Regions from separate parts of the Mus musculus genome. Here all the other regions are linked to region 3. A link is a contact called in public HiChIP or PLAC-seq and promoter capture Hi-C data. All regions are on one chromosome and are shown on one strand. The core of a region is the stretch at or near the end of the contact, and the rest is flanking DNA. Distances in the headings are between cores, read along the strand shown. Region 1 holds the start of Spata3 (spermatogenesis associated 3). Region 2 holds the start of 2810459M11Rik (RIKEN cDNA 2810459M11 gene). Region 3 holds the start of Cab39 (calcium binding protein 39).

What was found. HiChIP or PLAC-seq counts read pairs in DNA pulled down with a chosen protein or histone mark. Capture Hi-C pulls out chosen DNA fragments and counts their contacts.
Region 1: a contact with region 3 is called in a promoter capture Hi-C map of liver. The contact joins the promoter of Spata3 here to the promoter of Cab39 in region 3. A contact is called at or near these places in 3 of 484 Hi-C or Micro-C datasets (all in embryonic stem cells), 8 of 115 datasets of contacts at active chromatin or transcription factors (astrocytes, craniofacial prominence, embryonic stem cells and 2 more) and 4 of 9 other capture datasets (adipose tissue, embryonic stem cells, liver and 1 more).
Region 2: an HNF4G HiChIP or PLAC-seq map of pancreatic cancer cells shows a contact between it and region 3. The contact joins the promoter of 2810459M11Rik here to the promoter of Cab39 in region 3. A contact is called at or near these places in 6 of 39 promoter capture datasets (HPC-7-derived erythroid cells, cranial neural crest, fetal liver and 3 more), 3 of 484 Hi-C or Micro-C datasets (pro-B cells, rod photoreceptor and stem cell-derived neurons), 7 of 115 datasets of contacts at active chromatin or transcription factors (the SCID.adh cell line, astrocytes, bone marrow-derived macrophages and 4 more) and 3 of 9 other capture datasets (adipose tissue, liver and pancreatic islet).

What each region holds. Positions count from the first base shown.
Region 1 is chr1:86,020,587-86,023,286 of GRCm38.p6, reverse strand. Spata3 (spermatogenesis associated 3) reads right to left here and starts at 1,342. Exons shown (of 4, transcript NM_001122732.2): 1 at 938-1,342. The coding sequence starts at 1,238.
Region 2 is chr1:86,044,424-86,047,123 of GRCm38.p6, reverse strand. It overlaps 2810459M11Rik (RIKEN cDNA 2810459M11 gene), which reads right to left and starts at 1,261. Exons shown (of 3, transcript NM_001144993.1): 1 at 552-1,261. The coding sequence starts at 1,161.
Region 3 is chr1:85,792,072-85,794,771 of GRCm38.p6, reverse strand. It overlaps Cab39 (calcium binding protein 39), which reads right to left and starts at 1,331. Exons shown (of 9, transcript NM_133781.5): 1 at 951-1,331.

The DNA.
Region 1 (2,700 bases), core at 93-2,592, 230 kb before region 3:
GGCCAGCCATTTAATATTAGGCAGAGCTAAACTAAATTAAAATGATGGCTACAAAATACTGTTTTTACATTTTTGGTTTGCTTTATACATTGCGCAGACCCTTTTCTAGTATCTTCTGTGGGAAGGGATGACAAGCAGAAATATAGGATGCCTATTTGGAACAGATACTAAGGATTATAACATTATTTGTGGCTTATCTGAAGTTAGGAGTTAGTCAGGAGTCCTATATTTTGATCTAGCCATCCTCTCTGTAGTCCAAGGTCAGATCTCTTAGGGTAACATGGAAAGACAAAACAAAACTCCTATCTTCCATCTGACAAACAGAAACCCCCAATTCTCTCAAAGGCTGTACCATAGTCATCTACCTCCATCACCCTGTACTATCTTCTTTGGAGTGGTCTGGCCTCTCGAATAACCAATAAAAGGTAGCCAGAAGGCATATCACTGCTTCCTTTCTTTTAGTCTATATTTGCTTTTAATTTCTGAATGGATACTAACTGACTCCTAATGAGAGGGTCTCCCCCCATGGAGCCGTAAATGTTAGTATGTATCCATGGCTGTTTGCAGCGAGACCTGAGATGCTACAGAAGGACATAGCCTAGGGATTCTACTCTCTCATAAAAATCATCCTCTTGGCCGGGCGTGGTGGCACATGCCTTTAATCCCAGGACTTGGAAGACAGAGGCAGGCGGATTTCTGAGTTCGAGGCCAGCCTGGTCTACAAAGTGATTTCCAGGGCAGCTAGGGCTACACAGAGAAACCCTGTCTTGAAAAACCTAAGGGGGAAAAAAATCATCCCCTCCACAGCTTATAAACTTAGCCCCGGGCAGCATGCTGACTATACACCACCACCACCAGACTGGAGCCCACCTCTGGTAGCTCTGGGACTCTATCAGCAAGAAGGCTAGAACTGCCTTAAAGCAGGAAGTCCGCCCACCTGCTTTCCTGCTTGGAAGAATTGGTTTAGGTTCCATGGGTACCAGGAACGGAGATGAGGCAGGTTTCTCTGGAGGCGGGAGAGGCTGTGGTGTATGCTGTTGCGGTTTAGGCTCAGGGTTAACTTGGTGTGGTGTGGTGGACTCCTGGCAAGGCTGTGGCTTAGATGGTGGCGAGGCGGGCTCTGGACATGACGGCGGGGTTTCTGAGCTGGGCTGCTGTGAGGAATCGGAGCTAGTCTGCGGTGAAATGGAATTCCTGCGGCGCCTGGAATCAGACTTTTTCTTTTTGACCTTCTTCATGGTGATCCTTCTAGAGTAACACCGTGGAGCTACATGGAGCTGTGAATTTCCTGGCTCCCTCCCTAGGTAGGCAGTCTCCCCTGTGGGTATGTCTCTGATCTTTGACCACAGCAAGGTCCCACAGACAAGAGTCACCCATACCTCCTGTGAGGTCACAAAAGCCAGGCTGGCCCCTGTGGCTAGGGCTCTGGCACCGGTTTCCTCTCCCAGGGCTTCCTGCTTGAACCGGCAGGAGGCAGCAGCTGCCTTGTTCCTCCATGGTCTAATTAAGACAGTCTTTGGGCCTAAGAGAACTGGATCCATGATTATGTGACCAGAGCCTCAGGCACCTTTCGGCTGCACGTTCCAGGGTCCGTGAGAGCTACTTTTTATTCGAAGACATCCTGAATAGGAAGGATTCTCAGCTCCGTTGCTGGTTTCTACGTGTCTATCCCCAAACACAAACATTATGGTTAACATTTAGGGAACTTTCCTGAAGATTTGACTTCCTTTTTTAGCATTTTACCTCCCACAACCCACTGCCTTCTGTCATCTCTGAATATATGTGAACACGAGTGCTTGCTTGTATGAGTGTGTGTGTATGTCTAAACTTTTATAAGAATCCTCGAATTTGGCCAATTCTACCTTAAGCCAGTTCTCAGAAAACGAAAAATTTCTCAAATTCATTTCATTGGTATTACCTCCCAAAACACTGGTTAGGTCAAACAAACTATGAATCTCTTAACAATTTAACTTCCATTTTAGGGTGGAAGAGTGAAAAGTGTTTTGAAAAGATAGCCTGTCACACATCACAATAGAAAAGTGCGTTCCCAGAAAGAACTTCCTCCATGAAGTAGGTAAGCTGCGTGGGTAAAGTACACCTGCCCTACTCAGACACCAGAAGCTGGGGAAGGGGTGAGGATGCAGTAAGGAGGGTGGAGGGAGAGCGAGTGAGCCAGAAAGGTCCTAGACAAGCTACACACAAAGGCTAGACCAGATGTCAACAGTGAAGTGAGAGAATCTATTTTCAGGCTTCTAGAGCCAGCAAAGACTTTGCTGACTATTATTATTATTATTACATTATTGTCATCACTATTATTATTATCCCAAAAAGGATATTGATGTTCAGAGAAATTCAGTTATATAAGTACCTCCCAAACTAAATCCCCATTTCTAGTTGATTGGTGACACACTCAAGATTAAGTTCTAAAGGGTTATTTTTCTTTATGACCCCAGTAGGCAATGGGGAGTCAGATTATACAGACTTTGAAATTAAAGAATTGGAAAAAAATTAAGTTTCTTGCATGAGAAGATTAGAGAAAGATATGGGTTGGGAGTGCAGCTTAGATCAGTATGGCTCAGGCTGTGTCTGGTTGGTTTGGAGCAAGGCGGTTCAGTGGGTAGGTGAATCTACAAGAAGCTGGCAGTTTCTGAGGTCAAAGATCTATGGGCCATTTGAAGGGATGACATTCAGAATCAGGCT
Region 2 (2,700 bases), core at 12-2,511, 250 kb before region 3:
GAATAACTGAGGTCGTCACGGTCTCGGTCCCTCACACCCTTCCGGATACGTCCCTGGCACCTATTCTGTGTTTTTGCCAGGAACTTCGATTGCCTTCCTCCCTTCCACACCGAGCCTCCTGTATAGCTCCCCCTCTCCTAAAGCTCTGAGGACAATCCTACCAGGACAAACTTGTCCTAAAGCTACAGTCACCCCGCCCCCCAGACTCAGTTCTTCCCACGCACACCACCCAAATTTTTGCATCTTCTATCCCAGTTTCCAACTCCTACATTGTTGTTGTTTAGAGCAGTTCAACTCTACTTCTTACCCACTTCCCACCAGTTGTACCCTCAGATACCCCACCCCCGATCTCATGTGCAGTCAGGATCTGGCCAGACAGACTCAATTCCATGTCCAGAGCATGTCCACCTTAGGCTGAGAAGCCTTGTGCTGGGGACCTCCCAGCACCGGGCCTCAGTTTACCTCAACAGAGTTGGGTGGCCTAAACGGGTTCAACCGGTCTAAAGGGACGCCTTCCCCAGTGCCCAGCCTGACCCCACACGCAGCCTCACCTGGTCGTCCCGGCCCCGCAGCTTGCAGGGCTCTGCAGGCCGCCTCCTGGACCGCCAGGCTGGAGGCGGGACAGCCGGGACGAAAGGCTGCTGCTTGCACCGGGCCCCCGACCTGGCGGCCGAACACCGTGCGCAGCAGCGTCTCGAGCAGCTGCAGTTCGGGCGCCCTCGCGTCATCCGCACCCGTGTCGGCCACCAGCACTCCGACCAGCGCGGCGCCCTCACACCTCCGGTCGCGCACGTCCCGCAGCATCTCCCGCAGGCGGCGCCGCGACTCCCGGGAGGTCAGCGATCCGACGCGGCACAGCACGAAAACGAGCGGCGAGCGAATGGCTCGCTCCGCCTTCGCCCCCGGAGCCCCGTGCGACTCGGTGGCCGCCGCGGTGCCCGCGCTCTCGGCCTCTGCGCAGCCCGGCTTGCCCGGCGCGGACTCCGGCGGGAACACGGCACCGGCGAAGTCCCTCAGCAGCGCGCGGCTCTGCTCGCGCTCCCACAGCTCGCCCACCAGCAGCACCTGCCCGCGGCCACCCGCCGCCTCCACCAACGCCTGGAAGGGTGGCTCCGCCGGGCTCGCGGGCCGCGGGGCCAGCGCCTCCAGCTCGCTCTCCATGCTGGCCGCCGCCTCCTGCGCCGAGCTGGGAGCTCCGCCGCTGCCTCGGCCGACACGCCCCCGAGGGCCGAGCCGCCCAGACCCCCTGCGCACTCCTGTCCCGCCGCACTGAATTTATCATTCACTCATTCGTTCATTTAGATACCCAGTAACACACTCAGTAGTTTAGGACTACTAAGCATTTAGGACATCTAGAAAGTACAGGCTCTTGTGGGGGACTGAGGATGAGTGGACATTATTAACCTGACTAATGTACCCTCTTAGGGTAAGATGGTTTTGTTTGTTTATGCGTTTTATTTGTTTTATGTGTATGGATATTTTGCTTAAATGCATCTGCACTAGTACCAGCGTCTGATCTCCTGGATCTGGAGTTGTGAATGTTTATAATCAACTACATGGGTACTGGGAACCCAATCCAGGTCCTCTGCAAAAGCAGTCAGTGCTCTTAATCGGTAAACCATCTCTCAGATTTTTTTTTTCTTTCTTTCTCCTGAGACACGATCTCACCATCCTAGCCTAGAATCTGGAGACCCTTTAGCTTCAGTTTAGGATTACAGTCTGTACCACCATTTCTAACTTCTGGAGCTATTTCGGAGTAGTCCTACAGGGTTTGGCGTCAGGGCCTGCTTTTCCAGTGGTGTAAGCTTTGGAGCCCAGTTGGAGCAGAAGAGTGAGTGAGAACGGGAGAGAGATGGGAAGCATAACATCCTAGCTTCAACTCTGTCGCTGTGATAAAAATACCTTAACACCAAACAGTTTAGGGAAGAGAAGAAAGGGCTTATTTTAGCTCACAGTTCCTGGTTGTAGCCATCACTGCAGGGAAGTCACAGAGGCAGGAGCTTCCAGACAGCTGGCCACAACACACCCACACCCATGAGTGAAGAGATAGGAATATTTTTGTACAATCACACCAATGAAGGGTGTCACACCCTTCAGGCTGGGTCTTCCCTCATCAGTTAAGGTGATCAAGATAATCCTGGCCATTCCCAGACCTGCTCACGGGGCAAGCTGACCTAGACTGTCCCCTTTTGAGACTCTCTCCCCAGGTGATTCTGGGTTGTGTTTCCTTGATAATTAGAATTAACCATCACCCAGGGGACCTCCTCTACCACTTCTCTTCAGCCTCCAATACTTCCTCCAAATGGATCAAGATCATCCTTTCCACAAACACTTGTTGCATTTGGGTACCACCTGATGTCATGTGAGGCTGTTGTTCCCCATGGGCCAGAATCTAGAACAAGTCTAGAGCAACCCGTCCCTTGTGACCCCTTCAGAAAAGCCAGTTACATTATGATGCACAATACTAGCAGAGTGATAGCTATGGAGTAGCAATGAGACTAACTTTTTGGTTGGGAGTCACCACAACTTGAGGCCCTGTATTAAAGGCTTGCAGAGTTAGGAAGGTTGAGAGCCACTGATCTAGAAGTGGACATGGGATGCTGGCGTGCTCTGGTGTTGGTCTATAGGTGTAAGGTGTGTACATGTATATGCATCTATGACTATTTGTCTAAAATCCAGGTCAGAAGCAGGAACATACGT
Region 3 (2,700 bases), core at 82-2,581:
TTCTCTGCTCGCCTGTCTTTCTCAAGAGCGCCTTTAATATGCCCTAGCATACATTTCCGGCCTCATGAGTCACTGAAAAATGAGTTCTAAGTTTTCCGTGGAAGGTCGTTCAAACAGCTCCTCTACAGCATTCAAAGATCTGACTCCAAATGCCTCTTTAGTCTACCCCACCTATCACGGCACCCGGTGATGGAATTGGCAACATTCGCATGCTCTTTGTACCTTTGTCCTCCAGCTTTGTTGCCCCTCCACGCCCTTCTCCACTGCAACCCCCTTCTCCCGAATCCAATCGAGTCTTCTAGACCCGGTTTAGCACCGCCTCGCCCAGGAAGCCTCCCAGGTTCGTGGGAAGGCGGAAACGATCGACAGGTCCAGTCACCCCGGAGCACCTTTCTAGCAATTGGTAGTTCCTAAACGGAACTTATCTATCCCCCTCCTGCCTGGTATCTTAGCTATTTGTGTACTCGTCTTATCTCTCACATCACCGCGTTAAAGCTCCCCAGGGGAGGGCACCTCCCGGCCGGGTTCACCTCGGAGTCGCTCCGGCACCGGCACGCAGTCGGCGTTTTGGATTGCTCCAACCGAACCCGGGAACGCGCCGAACGCACAATTCCTAGCCAGAAATCAGTTAGGCATTTTCCTGAAAGGTCCCCTACAAAGATAGTGTCAGCGTCCCGCTAACAGTGAGGCTACGCGGAGCCCAGGGCTAGGTGCTCGGAGTCCCCGGAGCGGCGGGAGTGACAGCTGGCCGGGCCAGCTCTACCCCGGTTAGTTGTAGCCCCGGCCGGCAGGCCCCCGGAGCCTAGTACGGGCGAGGACAAGGGCGGCGCCCGGAGCTCCGGCTGCTCCGGGCCGCTCCCGCCGCCGCCACCCGGGAAAATGGAGGCGGGTCGGGCGGAAGCCGGCGGGCGTCCGCGTCGCGAGCAGGGCCGGGCCGGGGGATCACTCACCGGGCTGGGCCGGGCCAGGGAGCTCCCTCTCTGCTTCGTCTCCGTCCCCGTCCTCGGCCGCCGCCGCCTCGGGCTGCTCGCTCGGTCCCCGCGGCGCGGCTCGGACGCTCCGGCCCTCCGTTGTCCTCCGCCCGCAGCTGCTCCGGGCGACGGGCTCCCGCGGCGGCGGCGGCGGCTGCGCGGGCGGACGGTGGCCCAGGGGTTCCTGCTGTGGCCGCCGCGGTGCTGCGCTCGGTAGGGCTGCGGCTGTGGCCGTGAGGTCCCGCACTGCCTTCGCCTCTGAGGTTGTCTCAGCCTTCGCGCGGCTACTGAAGCCCCAGACTCTCTCAGGCCGCGCGGCTCCTGGCGCCCCGCGCCCAGCTCCGGCCTGAGCCCGGCTTTGACGTGCGCACTGCGCAGCCGCCGAAGGCGGGACGTCGGGCGGCGCCGCAACGCCCTCTGCGTACTCGGGCGCCCCCGGACGGCCGGGCGGACTCGGGACGCCTGAGTCGCCGGCAAGTTGAAGAGCTGGGGGCACTGAGAAAAAGCAGAAGGGGAGCTGGAGTCGTCGTCTATGCGCCCCTTACTTGCTAGTTCCTGGAGGAACACAGTCCACTTCCTCAAGTCTTAAAACTTTACATCTGCGGAGGGCTCAAAACTGTTCAAATGGGTTCTTTCATGCTTGGGCAGAACCTGTAACTTCACTTTGGCATCTCCTGACAGGGGAAAAAAAGTGATGAAATATTCCAAAGAAACAAGATCCAACAAGGGTACATATCCTACTTTTTCCAAAGTGGATTTTAGTGGTGCATGCCTGTAATCCCAACACTGGGAGGTGAACTCAAGAGAATTAGGAGTTCAAGGTCATCCTAGACTTCACAGGTTTAGGTCAGCCCGGGCTGTGTGAAAAACTCTGCCTATAGATAGATAGGGAAGCAAGTTCCATGAAGAAAGAAAGAAAGAAAGAGAGAGAGAGAGAGAGAGAGAGAGAGAGAGAGAGAGAGAGAGAGAGAGAGAGAGAGAGAGAGAGAGAGAGAGAGAGAGAGAGAGAGAGAGAGAGAGAAACAAGTGCCATGAACACACACCCAGAGGAATAAAATAATGCATTACAGAGATCTAATGACAGAGTCTGGAACTCAAAAATGCTACATGTGTGCTCCTTTGCTATATGCTTAACAATGGGACAGGATTTTGGACAGCTACAGTGTGCTAAGGAAGTGGTTTCCTGAAGGAAGCAAGGCGATGTGAGCCTCCTGTGAGAACTTCAATACTTGAGAGAAGCAAGCTATCCATAGGATTTGGAGCAGGAAAGGGCCAGGCTTTGGCGTTTTAAAAAGGTCGTGATCAGAGGCAGGCGAATTTCTGAGTTTGAGGCCAGCCTGGTCTACACAGTGAGTTCCAGGACAGCCAAGGCTACACAGAGAAACCCTGTCTCAAAAAAAAAAAGTCGTAATCACTGTTACTGCGATATGAAGATCAGAGTGAAGGGCCGGAGGAATTCCACAAATACAGTAGACGGGGGTTGCTGACACCCTATAGTAGGGCTCGGGGGTATAGCTCAGGCTATACTATAATTATGGTAGATTCTGGATTCAGTCGTGGGTAGTTTGTATGCACACAAAGAAAGCTGAGACAAAGATGAGGGAGATAGAGAAGATAACACGTATGAAGTATCCATAACAATAGAGAAGATCACTCAGACATGGGCTCAAGCCGATAGAAAGTCTCTATTACCAGCCAGTGACTACTCTGGGTGTTTGGGGTTCAAGTA